Regions from separate parts of the Mus musculus genome. Here all the other regions are linked to region 2. Evidence: chromatin contacts called from public promoter capture Hi-C data. All regions are on one chromosome and are shown on one strand. The core of a region is the stretch at or near the end of the contact, and the rest is flanking DNA. Distances in the headings are between cores, read along the strand shown.

Region 1 (3,369 bases), core at 129-2,628, 1.5 Mb after region 2:
GAAGGATAGAGTTCAAGAGCAGCCTGCCTCAAAAAAAAAAAAAACAAAAAAAAACAAAACCTATGCCTGGCAGTGATGGCGCTAGCCTTTAATCCAAGCACTGAGCAAAAGTTAGTGGTATGTGGGTCTCTGTGAGTTCAAGGCCAGCCTGATCCACACAGAGAAACCTTGTCTCCAAGGAAAAAAAACCCTACAAGTTAACAACATAAATCTACATACTGTAGAGAGGACTCTGTAGTTAAGAGGACTAGGTGCTTGCTCTTTCAGAGGACTCTGGTTCAGTTCCCAGCACCCACATGGTGGCTCACAACCCTCTGTATCTTCAGTCTCAGGAGGGGATGGCACACACCCCATTATAGTTGTGATCTTTTTTCCTCTACTTAGGGGTGGTTTTGAGCAACCTTTTCATGTGCCTGTTTGCCATTATGTGTTTTTTAAGAGAAATGTCTACAAATCCTTTGCTAATATTTTATGTAGTCTTTTAAAAATTATATAGGCATAGACGGGTGTTTTGCATATGCGCGCGCGGGGCGGGGGTGGGGGGGCGCATGTACATCACATAGGTACCAGAACATAGGATCCTGTAGGACTGGAGTTACATAATGGTTGTGAGCTACTATGTGGGTGCTGGGAATTGAACCTGGGTCTTCTGGAAGAGCAGTCAGTGCTCTTAACCTCTGAGTCATCTCTCCAGCCCTGCACTACAATTTTTAATAGTTAAATATTCCAACCTAGGCATCTGGTGAAAGCGTATTCATTCACTGGGCTTAATGGTTCCTTTGGGGGCATATGTCTTCCCTTCGTAACTGGACCCCCTTTCTTTTAATGGCAGCACTCTGGTCGGGAAATAAAACATTTTACAGCATCCATCAAACACCATAAAGTATTTCTGTTTCAGATCCCATTTTCACTACCCAATTGCTAACAACTTAGGGACTATTTTTCCTCTTTTCTCCCAGGTCTGGCGGTTGGCGAGTTAGAAAGACTCAAAGATTTCATCAGTTAATTAAAATTCAGGCTCTTAAAGAGTTCATACTCAAGAGTTATTTGACTTACGAGTGACTTGGCAGGGCGAGCTCCCCGAAATAGAAATCTGGTCAAAGCCACAGCAGATCCTAGGGGGAGGTGGGAGCCACTCCACCTCAACCCCAGGCCAGGGACTGCAAGTTCGACCCGTCCGGAGACCCAAACATACCTCAGGTAACTCTCGGCCAGTTGTGGGCTCAAAGTCTCCACTTCCGCTAAGCCTTGGGAAGCCTCCATGGCCAGGGAATCCGGAGAGCCCAGGAAAGGAGACTCCCAGTTAAAACCGCGCTTGAATTTCGCTCGCTCCCGCCTTACCCAGGCTGGGCTCACGCACTAGACTGGTAGAGCCAACTGCCCGCCTCGCGGCGGGCCAATCCGGGATCTGGCGCTCGAGCGCGGTTTCCTGAGCCCCGCCCAGGAAGGTCTTGCGCCTGCGCCCTCGAGCACTGGCGCTAGCTAGCTACGTTAGCTAGAGTGGCCTTACGTTTTGGGTTTTTTTTTTTTTTTTTTTGGAGGGGGGGGGGGCTGCTGATTCACGTGACCGGTGGTGGTTTCAGTTCCGTCCTAACTGCGTGGCGGTGAGTGTGAATGTTGAGTAATGAGAGCGAAGGGAAGGAGTTAAGAGCGTGAGTAAAATGCGCGCTTGTTTCTCTTGTCCTTGTGAGTGGAGGCTGTCTTATTGTACTGGCCCATAGAGGTCTCCATTGCCCCCTTTTCCTCCCCGCCAGTGCCTGGCACTGAACATACTTGGAATTCACACACCTAGAAGTGCAATCCTGCAACTTAAAGCTGACACTGAAGAAGGATTTTCAAAGACAAAGCCTAAGCCGCTCGTGGTGGTGCACACCTCTGATAACAGTGCTTAGGAGGCAGAGGCAGGAGGATCTCAAGATCTAGTCCAGACTGAGCTTGCATATAAACAAGACCCTGTCTCAGAAGTACACACACAAACACACACGCCCTTATTTACGCAATACCAAATAGAGTAGAGGTTATTTATGTATTTGAGAGGTTGGGAAGGGGACATGATAAGAGTTGAATGGGAATGAATGGCTTACAGATTACTCATATATGAAATGATGAAAAAATTAAATGTAAAAAAATAATAATAGCTAGATTTGGTGGCACAAGCCTGTTGGGTTTCAGATCCGGGACAAGTAGCTGAGGTGCATATATAACATACCAAAGTGGACCTGGCCTTCAGGTTCTCCCACCATCCTTCATCCTTGTTACAGGGCATGACTGGCAAACCCCACCCTCTACACTGAACTTTCCAACCCAGAGGCTGGGCCACCCAGCAGCTCTTCATTATGTAATACAGACCTTTTTGGTTTTCCCTCTCTTTTCTCTCTGCATGCCTGCTTTCTCTCTCCCCCTTCTCTGCCTATCTTTCCATGGTGACTTCACTGACACCCCCCTCCTGTATGGTGAATGAACCTGCCTGGAGGCTGCCCCCAATAAACCTGCCTTTATACTTTAATTTGGCCTGAATTGGCTTATTTTGTTCGTGGAGATACCAAAGCCTAGGGTTCCAGCACCTTTGAGGTTGACGCAGAAGGATTACAGATTCAAAATCCATTCAGGCCAACCCAAGCCACTTAGTGAGACCCTGTGAGTGCTGGGGCTATATCTCAGTAGTAGAGCATTTGCTTAGCTCTGTGACTCTATGGCTTCTTTCATTTTGTGAAGATAAACAAATAAGTGCAATTATAATGTGGTTATCCCCTTCAGAAGTTCTAGTTAAGATGCAGTCATTTTCAAAGGCAAAGCTCAGGCCTTAGGGAAATGGAAAAGATACATAAGAGGTCGAGAGCCAACAAAAATTATTCTGGTTTATATATTACTAAGAAAGCCACTCCTGAAGCCCAGAACTCTGGAAACTGAGATAGGATTATGATGAGTTCGAGGCCAGCAAGGACTCAAAACATACTGATGGGGACATGGACATTGTGATTCCCTGAGAAATGGACCCCAACATAAGAGACACTTGCACCAATATAATAAACTATTTGGAATAAGACTTCCATTTTGAGCTGGGCAGTGGTGGTACACGCCTTTAATCACAGCACTCGGGAGGCAGAGGCAGGCAGATTTCTGAGTTCGAGGCCAGCCTGGTCTACAGAATGAGTTCCAGGACAGCCAGGGCTATACAGAGAAACCCTGTCTCAAAAAACAAAAAAAACAAAAATCAAAAAAGACTTCCATTTTGAGTAGTGGTCAATTAAAGTTCAAGTGCCTAAGACTTCCCTGGGAACTAACATCCTGGTTGGCAAGTTAAGACATGAATATTAGACAAAACAAATTCCCTGCCACAGTGAATATCCCAGCTAATGGGAGTAAGAT
Region 2 (3,600 bases), core at 1,068-3,567:
CTTCTGGTACATTTCCCTTGAAGAGATGCTTTCATACAGATAAGGCTATTCGGGTCCAACCTGTCCTACCTGAGATGGCTTCGTGCATGACTATAGTCCATGTGCTATGCTTACTTTGCTGTGCTCAATATCTTGGAAATCCACATCATTCACAGCTAGAACTTGGTCCCCTTCTTGAAGTCCTGCTCGATGTGCATCCGAGTCTGGAATCACCTGTTAGTGAAGAGGTATTATGTAGTTGTGATGGAGTAAATCAGGAGACTGCAGGGCAAATTCAGTGCTCTTCAAATGTGTTATTTTTGGTGATACCGCCGGGAGATTAAGTGGCTTGCTAGTGAAATTTGGTTCTCAGTTTGTTTTTTTGAGATTCTTTTTTTTTTTTCTTAATTAAAGACAGGGTTTTTCTTTTGTAGCCCTGGCTGCCCTGGAACTCACTCCGTAGACCAGACTGGCCTTGGATTCACAGAGATCTGCCTATCTCTGCCTCCCATGTGCTGGGACTAAGGTCCTATGTCACCATTGTCTGCCTTGACTTTATAGATTGTTACCTACTCCTAATCTTCCCCCTTCTGCCTCTCGAGTTCTCAGAGTACTGACATGCCCACATGCCCCAGCATACTGGCCCCAAGTACAGTTCTCAAAGGGAAAGGCTGAATTTCCATTATGTCTATCCTATGACTCCAGCGGGTCATCCATTTTTTTATCTGCTGGGCCACCAGTGCACTTTAATATGATAACAAAGTAGCTAGCCATACAGCCTATCATACACACACATTCACACAGACCTTGGAGATGAAGATGCCTAGCTGCGAGGCCTTTCCTCCTCGGATGTTAAATCCCAACTGAAAGACAAAAGGACACAGGATGCAGACTCAGCAGAGACATAAGAACAGGGACATCTATGTACTCAGAAGAAAAGGAGATGCTGTAGAAGTGCCACCTCTGCTTTTCTGGTCACCTACCTCCCAATCCACATCCACACCCCAACCATGGCCAATTTCTGGCATGGACCAAACGTTACTGGAATAAGAGCCCCTATAAGTTTACCTGAGCACCAGGAGGCTTCTTCAGTGTAACAATTCGGGGCAGAAACTGGGTCAACTCATTGTTGTAGTCTGGGTGGTACACTCTCTGCAAGATACAGCAATCCCCGAAATCTTATTCCCAGTCTTAGATGTGTTACATCTACCTTCTTTTAGAATACCAATAAACCAGATATATGTCAGGAATTGGTAAAGCCATTGACTCAGTTTACAAAGCACAGATAAAACAGTCCAGAGGAGTGGCTGTTTAGTCTCGGGACATGTTAGTGGCCCTATAGATCCCTAGTCCTTTCTTATTGACAGGATGGAAATTAAGGCTCTGAATTTTCAGAATTCACCAGTGTGAAGGGTTCTGGCATGGTGATTCTGCAAGAAGTCACCAGTGGGTCACTGTTGCTCAGAATTCACCTAAGATCCACTCTCCACTGAGTTTCCTAGCCCTGCTACTTTTTCTTTCATAGATCTCATGATTATTCAGGAATGCAGATGGCGCCCACCTCATGAGGAGGAATCCACGCTGGAGGGTTTTCATAGGCCGGCAGGAAAACCACAGGGTAGTCATCATAGGGAATCCGGTTGTCCATTTCAGGCAAAGCCCTGAAAAGGACGAATCAAAGGAAACGAAAATGATTTTAAAAAGGACCAAGCACTCTAAGTTCCAGAAAGCCTTCCAGCCGAGGGCCATTCCTTTATGGGACTAGCCCACAAGTAGGTGTTAAGATTGGGGAGGGGGGGTAGGGAGGAGAGGCAGGCTACAAAACAAAATAACAAAAACAAAAGACAAAAAAATTAATTTTTTAAGCACTCTAATGGCATGTTTGCATTTCTCACAATTCTACAAAAAACAATAGGTGTCACCACTTCCAACCTAGGAAAAGAGAATCTACACATCTACAAAGATCTACTTTAAAACAGCAAGGGAGTGCCAACTCTTAACTATCCCATAGGGATTGGGGCCAGACACAATCTCTAGAGGTGCTTAGTAAACGTGGTGTCCACAGACGGGTTCCGTCTACACGGGCTACCTTCTAGATCCAGGTCCTGCAACCCGCCCGAATCCCGCGCTCGCGACCACTTAACTCAGGGCCACCTCACCGGTAAGAAGGCCTCGGTCAGCGACAGCCAATTCGGCGTCGGAACCGGAAGCGGATGCTCCTACCACCCTGCCGGGGCGGAGCTCTCTTTGGGCGAGCCAGAGCTCCAGCCTCCTTGCGCGTCACGGTGTGCGTGCTCAAGTTCGTCTGCTTCTCACAGGCTGTACGCGCTCCGATTGGCTGGCGCCTCTGGGATCAATTTGAAACTTGGCGGTTAAAGCTCCGGTTGGAACAGGGCGCCAGGGAAGGTCGGTGAGAGGGACGTTTAGTTTGGTGAGTTACCCGGGCACCGCGTTAGCTCCGATTCTGCGCTTTGGAGCACTTTAGGGCTTGGGGTCGCGGTTGCTGTCTCTGCTGGAGTTTCCTTATTGCTGACGCCGCTTCGCCCTGCAGTATTGGGACTGACAAACCTTTAGGCGGTGGCCAAGAGTGACAGGACACCGTGATCCCGCTGGGAGGGAGAGTGCATCAGCGAGTTCCGAGCTCTCCCACCGCCTGAGAAGGGCCTTTCCACTCCTGCCAGCCTCCGGGGGCTCCTGGGAGAGCCGGCTTCACCCAGCACGGACACCTGCTGAGCTGGTACCATGAAAGAAGAGGTGAAGGGGATTCCCGTAAGAGTGGCACTGCGTTGTCGCCCCCTCGTCTCGAAAGAGATTAAGGAGGGCTGCCAGACGTGCCTTTCCTTTGTGCCCGGAGAGCCTCAGGTGGGTAGTCGAGTCTGGAGTGGCTTCCTCCACAGCTGAGGCTGAAAGGAGCGAGGGGCGTGGTCAGGCATTTTTTTTTTAATCCTTCCCCATCCTTGTCTCTTGCCTCTTGCAGGTGGTGGTTGGTAATGATAAATCATTTACCTACGATTTTGTGTTTGACCCCTCTACTGAACAGGAAGAGGTCTTTAATACAGCAGTAGCTCCACTCATAAAAGGCGTGTTTAAAGGTGAGGCTGTCTAATTCACTGGGCGTTTGTGTGTGTGTGGGTGGGTCATATAGGCACTACAAATAAGAGGAATGGATGAAACAGACTTCTGCCTTTAAAAACAGCCCACAGCCTAGTAACACATCCAGTTTATCTTTGACCTAGACATATTTTGTTGTCTTGGGACCTCACAGAGAACCTTTCATTTCAGCACTTGGGAGGCAAAGACTGATGTAGAAGCCATGGAGGGATGTTCCTTACTGGCTTCCTTCCCCTGGCTTGCTCAGCCTGTTCTCTTATAGAACCCAAGACTACCAGCCCAGGGATGGTCCCACCCACAAGGGGCCTTTCCCCCTTGATCACTAATTGAGAAAATGCCTTACAGTTGGATCTCATGGAGGTATTTCCTCAACTGAAGGTCCTTACTCTGTGATAACTCCAGCTGTGTCAAGTTGACACAAAACTAGCCAGTACAACCACCCTCCTTGATTTGGCTTATGCTGTGCTGGAAAGCAAACGCATGGCTTTGTGTATGCTAGACAAGTACTTT
Region 3 (3,361 bases), core at 131-2,630, 1.5 Mb before region 2:
TCATAAATGGCAAAGCCCCTAAAGGATGGGGCTCAGACCGTTATCTCCATAGAGAAGCAACAAGAAGGAACTGGAATTTGGTTCTTTGGTCCTTCTTACCTTGCCTAGTAAGTCTAAAGTTAGAACCCGATTCATTACAAAAAGAAAAGAGGAGGCAGCGAGGAGGAGAAAAAGGAGGGGCGCGAATATAGGAAGCCTTTCTAACCTTTGAAGTCCCCAAGCCCAGATCTTTCCCACCTTTCTTACATGAGTGGCCAGTGGCCGGCTCTTGCTACTGCCATGCCTACCTCTGAGCGCTTTGAGTGCCAGACTTGCTCAGCAGGCTCTAGGTGGGAGGCCTCCGCTTATCCCGGGAGCCCGCAAGTCTATAGAAGGCCAGCAGGGGGAGACATTAGCACGTGGGTACGTCCGCTGGGACCTGAGAAAAGCGAGTAGGTCAGACCGGGAGGGTCTGAGCTATGGGATTGAGCCAAATTATAAGCAAAGAGACAAGGAGGGGCGGAGAGAATGGGCCAGTGCTGGGAGACAAAGACCCAGATGGTGAGGCCGAGGCCGGGAAAGGCTGGAGTCCGGAATCTCAGGGCCCAGATGCCTGCTTTTGCTCTTTCAAAAGGCTTCTCTTCTGCTCCTTTCTCCCCTGTCCTAGAGCTTTCTGTACAGTTTGTGACCTCTCGTCCCTACTTGCCTGCTCCTGGCCCTTTCGTATGCCTTCAGACAGGACTGACTAAATCTGTGTGCCTGGAGTTTGGGGTGGAGGGTCTCAAAGGGCTCGCTCTCGAAGATGAAAATTTTAAAGGCTTGGTTCACTAGATGCAAATAAATTCCTCCTCCCCTTTGGACACAATACTTTTTCTGAGTCTCCACTGCCCATAGCTCTAACCTCTAATAGTCTAATAGACTCTTGTCGTGGTCAATGCAAAAAAGGAGTGCATTACGAGGACAGGAAGACGGGGTCCAACAGAGTGTAGGTAGTGACTGGACTGGGAGCAGGCAGGCTGACAGAAGTGGGCACCGAGTGGGATTCTGGGGCTGGTACGCGAGTATGCGCATGTGGGGTGTGTTTGTGTGTATAAAAAGAACACAAGGACGGTGCTTTCTGGAGGTACTTGGGACAGGGTTTGTCTGCTCTAGGTCAGTGGGCCGGGTGCTGACCGGGTGTGCATGAGAGCAGGCCAGCAGCTTTTGGGAAGCGCCAACTTCCCTAGAACTCCCTGGGAACCAGACTAAGCGGGACAGAGGCATAACCGCAAGAGCCGCACATTCAGATTCGTGCCATCGAGAGAGCAGCGTCCTTATGAGCTCCCCGAAGCCCCACCCCTTCCTGCTCTGTGGGCGTGGTATGGGGCAAGGACCCCGTCACAGAGCTTTCTATTGGTTCGAAGGAGCAGGGTTGGCCTTGTGCTCGCCTGAGCAGGAGAGTAGAAAGCTCAGCGGCAGCGGAGGGAGTCTATGCGCGCTGGACAGCAGTGGGGGGTGTGTGTGATTCGCACTGACTGCAGACACTCGGGCTCAATCGCCGGGGATTAAGGACTTGGCGACCGGGCTGCCGGGCTACCCGGCCGAGGCTTCAGAGGTGCAAATCGACGGGACTGATTTGCTCGGCAGGGCCGTACTAGCCTTTTAAGTATACTGAGAAGGGCCGGTGCTAAAGTAGAAGCTGTCGTGGGACGCGCCGGCGCGGAGTCCCACTGTGGCCCGGAGGAACGGAGTCCGTGTTAGGGGGACCCAGTCGGGAGCCTGGGGACCGAGCTCGCATTGTTGGGAGACAACCCGCCTCTTCTTCCCAGAGGCGTCAATCCCAGGACGGTCGAGGCGTCGGGGCAGCCACTGAGCGCTCTTCAGGGAGACCCGATCGGGGAGAGGACTTGCAGTCTCAAACAATCTGGGAGAGCCGAGCGGAATCCGGCGGGATCACTCGGGGGCGGCGAGCCCCCGTCGCGCCTCGTGCGGCGGAGAGGCCAGGGAAGAAAGTCCTCGGAGGCCGCAGCCCATGCGCGGGTTGGGGACGCCTGCCCAGTGAGTCCTCCTGGCCAGCCGGGCGAAGGAGAGCGACCCCGAGGCCAGCGGGAGGGGAGTGCTTCAAGGCCGGCGGCTGCGGAGGATGGGCGCCTGAGTGGCTCCGAGCGCTGCGCGGCACGGGCAGGCGAGGCGAGCTTTGCTGAGGAGGCGCTAGGGGATCCTGAAGTGCATTCTGCCCCGGGGAAAATGGCCCGGCCTGGGCAGCGTTGGCTCAGCAAGTGGCTTGTGGCTATGGTCGTGCTGACGCTGTGCCGGCTTGCCACGCCGTTGGCCAAGAACCTGGAGCCCGTGTCCTGGAGCTCTCTTAACCCTAAGTGAGTAACTTATCTACTCTGGTCCCTGGGGGTGGGAGGCACTTCTTCGGGGTGAGGTCGTGCACCCCCAAGTGCGTGGGGGGGGTTGTCCGTAGGAGGTGCGGCGCCCTATTTTATATCTGGCCTTTTCTAGTGTTTTCTTGCGGGCAGTCGGGGTAGGGTGCGGAAGGGTGGGGTGGGGGCACTTAGCTGCGTTTCGATCCTTCGGTTTGGCCCTACTCTCAAGTCCGGATCGCGTCTGTTGGTCACACCAGGCAGATATAGAATGTCTGGGCGCTCCAGAGCGCACCCGAGAGCTGGGTGGGGGCGAGTAAGCAGCCCACTCCAGGGCCTCTGGGAACGTGGTGGTTTTCACTCACAGCCACTCCAGGGGTGAGATCGACCTGAGCAAGGGACCAGGCCAGAACACAGGTTCCTCATTTGCTTAGGTGTCAGGGCGGCTCAGGACCTAGCGCCCCGGGGCGAGTGGCAGCATCTGTATATCTTCTCCAGCTTCTCCCATTTTCATTTGTCTTTCTTCCCTGTCTGTTTGCCTCCCTGTCTTTCTCTTTGCCGTCTCTTCTTGCACACTCCCCCCCCCCCCCCATTTCTCTCTGCCGGGGAGGTAGAAAGGCGGGCGCTGCTTCCAGGCTCACAAAGGCGGCGGGTGGAGAAGGGCGGAGTGGAAGAGGGTTTGTTTGAGAAGGGGGTTCGATCCAGTGCCCGTCGGGGGTCCAGTTGAGCTAGGCACCAGAGCTTCTAGAGCTATCAGGGCTGAGAATGGTAGTGGAGCCAGCGAGGGAGGTGGGTGGGGAACGTGTGATTCCTGTCCAGGCAGGTCCAACCCCCCCCCCCCCAAGGACTGGAGAGCCATGCTTAGATTTCTCCTATGGTTGGGGGTAGTGATATAAAGGAGGCCCTTTTCTTTCTTCTCCTTCTCCTTCCTAACTCTGCCCCCTCCCATCTCTAAACAACACACACCTTTCAGGGCGGTGGCTCAGTGGTTTCTGGGCTGTTGGTGGGGAGTAGCTTAGGCTGTTGTGACCTCT
Region 4 (3,261 bases), core at 625-3,124, 1.0 Mb after region 2:
GACCCCCTCTAGTCTGAGGTTCCCTTTCCAGACAATAGATCAAATGGGCTTCATTAAAATAACCCTCGGTATTCTTATTAAGCAGCATTTTGGGTCTACCTAAGCATATTGGAACTCCTTGAGGGCAAAGAGTTTGTCTTTTTCATTTTATGTTTGCCACAGTGCCTCGGATATAGAGATTTTAGTAAATGTTAATTTGTTGGCTGAAGAAGTTAGGCTTGACTGGTAAATCCCTGGAACCAAACCTCCAAGATCCTATTATTGGAGGCTCCTGGACCAATTCCTTGAAGGAGTTTTCCTTCCTGAGCTACATGAGCCTCACAATCCAATTTTTTCATAGCAGCGTGAGACTCCTTTCAGATGAGGGAACCCCAGATCAGTTTTCTATGAGTCAAATAGCTGTCCGACTGGGAGCATGACCTGACATTTAACGACTTTTTACTTAATTAACTATCACGCACTAATCAAGAAGGCCTAAACATCTGCTAGTAGAATCTGAGTTGCCTTTCTTAATGAGGAAAAGCTGAGTTCTTTCAACAAAGGTGGATCACTTGGTGGGTTTGGGGCTTGCCAGGTGTATCAAATGAAAAGATAAGGCCAATCAATATCCAGGAGAGTTTGAATGGCAAGCTTTCTTTTTTACTACATGTTGTGGTTCTGTGGGGCAGAAGAAATGAACAATATTATCAACTTTTTCTGCACTCATAATCCAAAGTTCATAGGTTGTTTGGCAATCTCAAGAAACTGAAACAGCCTTTGAGGATTTGTTTTTTATTTCACCAAGGAGCTAGACAGCAAACATTTTTACACAAGCTCACTAATTTTTCCTAGATCAAAGAGTTTTGAAACGGAAAGACTCTAAGAGAGCTAACTGTAGTCCCCAGTGGCTTGTAATAATCACTTAGTGACGTGTCTTAAAACTGTCAAGGAACAAGGCAGGAAATATAAATTAATAACAATGTGACAAAAATGTCCAAACACTGGGCTTGAAACCGTAAGAGGATCCAAAGAGCTGTTTTGTCAAAGGAAGGCAATTGGAAATTCATTGTAGTTGTGTGGTTTAGGAAGAAGGCAAAGGAACACAGTTTGCTTTGTTGAATTGCCTTAAGCTCCAAGGCATTTGCAGTCCTTAATGATTCTGACGAAACAAGGTCACAATTCAGGATCAGGAATTTTGAGGAAAAAGGCATCCTCTTTAACATTTCTGTGGTTGCTTTTGACATGCAAACTCCTAGCATTTACCCTGTTACCATCCCGAATCTCACAAACGATTTTGAATTTTAGGGTTATATGGTTCAAATCGAACACATTTGGGTTCACTCAGCTCAGGGAGACTGTCCGTTTTTCTCATCAAAGTACTTAAATTCATGGGTGGAGTCTGAATCAAAAAGCATTCAAATCGAACCGGCTCCCCCATTGTTTTGAACAGCCCCGTCTCTGAAACGCAAATATTCGCGTTTACTTGCTTAGAACTAACACGTTGGTCGTGTAAACTACCCTTTTCTGTTGAATGGAGTTAATTAAACTTTTCTAGACGCTCTGACATTCTAACATCGACATCACTGACCAGGTAGTAGACTCGTACTTTAGCGCTTGCCAAAAAAAAAAAAAAAAAAAAAAAAAAAAAAAGTAATCGACGGGCGTTTTTTGCCCTTCCGCCTTGCTCTTAAAAACTTGCTGGCTCTTGCCCCATAGGGAGCCCTTAACCCGGAGTTGCCTAGACAGGGTTGTCGCATGCGCTCTCTACAGTCATGTTTGTCGCAATGGACCTTGGGCGGAAGGTTACGTAAGAGCAAATGACTTTGATTACAGTCACTTGGTCGGTAGTCTTGTTACGCGCTACCTCCGCGGGGTACTTGATTATAACAGAAAGTAGTTCCGGCTTGTGTTGTTTCGGTCGAGGAGCCCTCGCCGCCATTTCAAGACAGTGAGAGGTAGATGTCTACCAAGAGTTCCTAAGATTCGAGTTCAGTATTCTGTGCCGCCCCCTGAGCCCTTCAAAACACTGATACGGCTGCTGCCTTTTTTCTGCTACTTCTAGAACCATTCTTGTCAGTAGTGGCGGCAGTAGAAGTCAATTACCCCTTGTTCTATCTCAAGAAGCTCCAGATGGCGTCTTCCGTGGGCAACGTGGCCGACAGTACAGGTACTAGTGTCCCATTCTACTCTGGCAGACGTCCCTTTGGGGTCTGGCGCCGTCTTGTATCTTTCATTACTTCCCTCTGACCATCCCCATTACATCAGTGGCATTACTGAGCTCTCGAGTTCTACTGCTATCTGATCGGGTTTGGTGCTGCCGTCCGTTCGTAAACATTCTCTAGTTGCTTGCTTGCATTTTGCTTGCTTTGGGGGCTTTTTCGTTGTTGCTTTATCCCATCAGTGTTGTAGCCTTCTCTCTCGGGACGAATCTATAGCACACGTGCGCGCTTAGTGTGTCTTGGAATGGGCTGCATTGGAATCTCTGCAATTTCTGTCTCCCGTCGCAACTGTTTTCTCCCTCAATTTCAGCCCGTCGCTCCCTCCCGTGCGCTTCCACCTCCTCCCCAAAGCCCCTTTCCCTTAGCCACATTTGGTCCTCCTTTGCCAGGCTAGGGCGGGGATGCTATTTCGGTGTAATCCTAGCCTCACTTTGCATCAGGCATGACTAGCGAAGGCTCCTCGGTGTGCTTCCAAGTAGCACCAAGAAGAGCTACTTGAGCCCGCACCCCGCCGGGGCAGCGCCTTGTGTTCTTGGGTTGAGCGGCCCCGATTTAGGTTGGAAATTTCCAGGGGTTCTCTTAGCCATCACCCAATTGCACCCGCTGCCCCAGTACGGAGTTTCCTACCCTGGTCAGCCCTCCCTGCTTGTTGCAACCACACCCTTCCTCTGCGAACGTGCCAGCCCGACAGTCGTTTCTTATCCTCAGGGAAGAAACCACCTCGGTGTGTTGCTTGGCGGCGACCACCCTGCCCGCCCTCCTAATTCTCTTTCTTTGTGTTACTTTCTCTATGTATTCCTCCGCCATGGCCTCTGGGTTTTCATCCCCATTCTTTAGCCCAGTATCTCTTTATCCATAGGGTGTGCATTATTATTTCTTTTTTAAGTTTCCATCCTTGCTTGAAGAGTTTGTAAAGCAACTGGAGTGTAGCTGCACAAGTGCAAAGCGGTTGCCTCTTTTCAACGATGCATCTCCAAGCCTTTGCTACAGAAAATAAGAAAACAACCAAATTGTAGGAGTGTCCTTCAACTGCCTTTCCAGATTGAGGCTGTTTGGGGCGGGA

What was found. Promoter capture Hi-C pulls out the DNA fragments that hold promoters and counts their contacts.
Region 1: a promoter capture Hi-C map of erythroid cells shows a contact between it and region 2, with 4 times the contacts expected there. The contact joins the promoter of Ercc6l here to the promoter of Kif4 in region 2. A contact is called at or near these places in 1 of 39 promoter capture datasets (erythroid cells) and 2 of 9 other capture datasets (adipose tissue and liver).
Region 3: a promoter capture Hi-C map of pre-B cells shows a contact between it and region 2. The contact joins the promoter of Efnb1 here to the promoter of Kif4 in region 2. A contact is called at or near these places in 6 of 39 promoter capture datasets (the 3T3-L1 cell line, cranial neural crest, frontonasal cranial neural crest and 3 more), 1 of 484 Hi-C or Micro-C datasets (CD4 T cells), 1 of 115 datasets of contacts at active chromatin or transcription factors (large pre-B cells) and 2 of 9 other capture datasets (adipose tissue and liver).
Region 4: a contact with region 2 is called in a promoter capture Hi-C map of erythroid cells, with 32 times the contacts expected there. The contact joins the promoter of Ogt here to the promoter of Kif4 in region 2. A contact is called at or near these places in 2 of 39 promoter capture datasets (erythroid cells and pre-B cells), 2 of 484 Hi-C or Micro-C datasets (B cells and pre-B cells) and 1 of 115 datasets of contacts at active chromatin or transcription factors (astrocytes).

What each region holds. Positions count from the first base shown.
Region 1 is chrX:102,155,713-102,159,081 of GRCm38.p6, forward strand. It overlaps Ercc6l (excision repair cross-complementing rodent repair deficiency complementation group 6 like), which reads right to left and starts at 1,379. Exons shown (of 2, transcript NM_146235.3): 1 at 1,196-1,379. The coding sequence starts at 1,263.
Region 2 is chrX:100,623,748-100,627,347 of GRCm38.p6, forward strand. It overlaps Kif4 (kinesin family member 4), which reads left to right and starts at 2,318. Exons shown (of 30, transcript NM_008446.2): 1 at 2,318-2,841; 2 at 2,957-3,071. The coding sequence starts at 2,722. It overlaps Pdzd11 (PDZ domain containing 11), which reads right to left and starts at 2,194. Exons shown (of 7, transcript NM_001356384.1): 1 at 2,139-2,194; 2 at 1,541-1,640; 3 at 1,048-1,131; 4 at 786-842; 5 at 115-213. The coding sequence starts at 1,627.
Region 3 is chrX:99,134,681-99,138,041 of GRCm38.p6, forward strand. It overlaps Efnb1 (ephrin B1), which reads left to right and starts at 1,381. Exons shown (of 5, transcript NM_010110.5): 1 at 1,381-2,333. The coding sequence starts at 2,206.
Region 4 is chrX:101,638,177-101,641,437 of GRCm38.p6, forward strand. It overlaps Ogt (O-linked N-acetylglucosamine (GlcNAc) transferase (UDP-N-acetylglucosamine:polypeptide-N-acetylglucosaminyl transferase)), which reads left to right and starts at 1,875. Exons shown (of 22, transcript NM_139144.4): 1 at 1,875-2,146. The coding sequence starts at 2,110.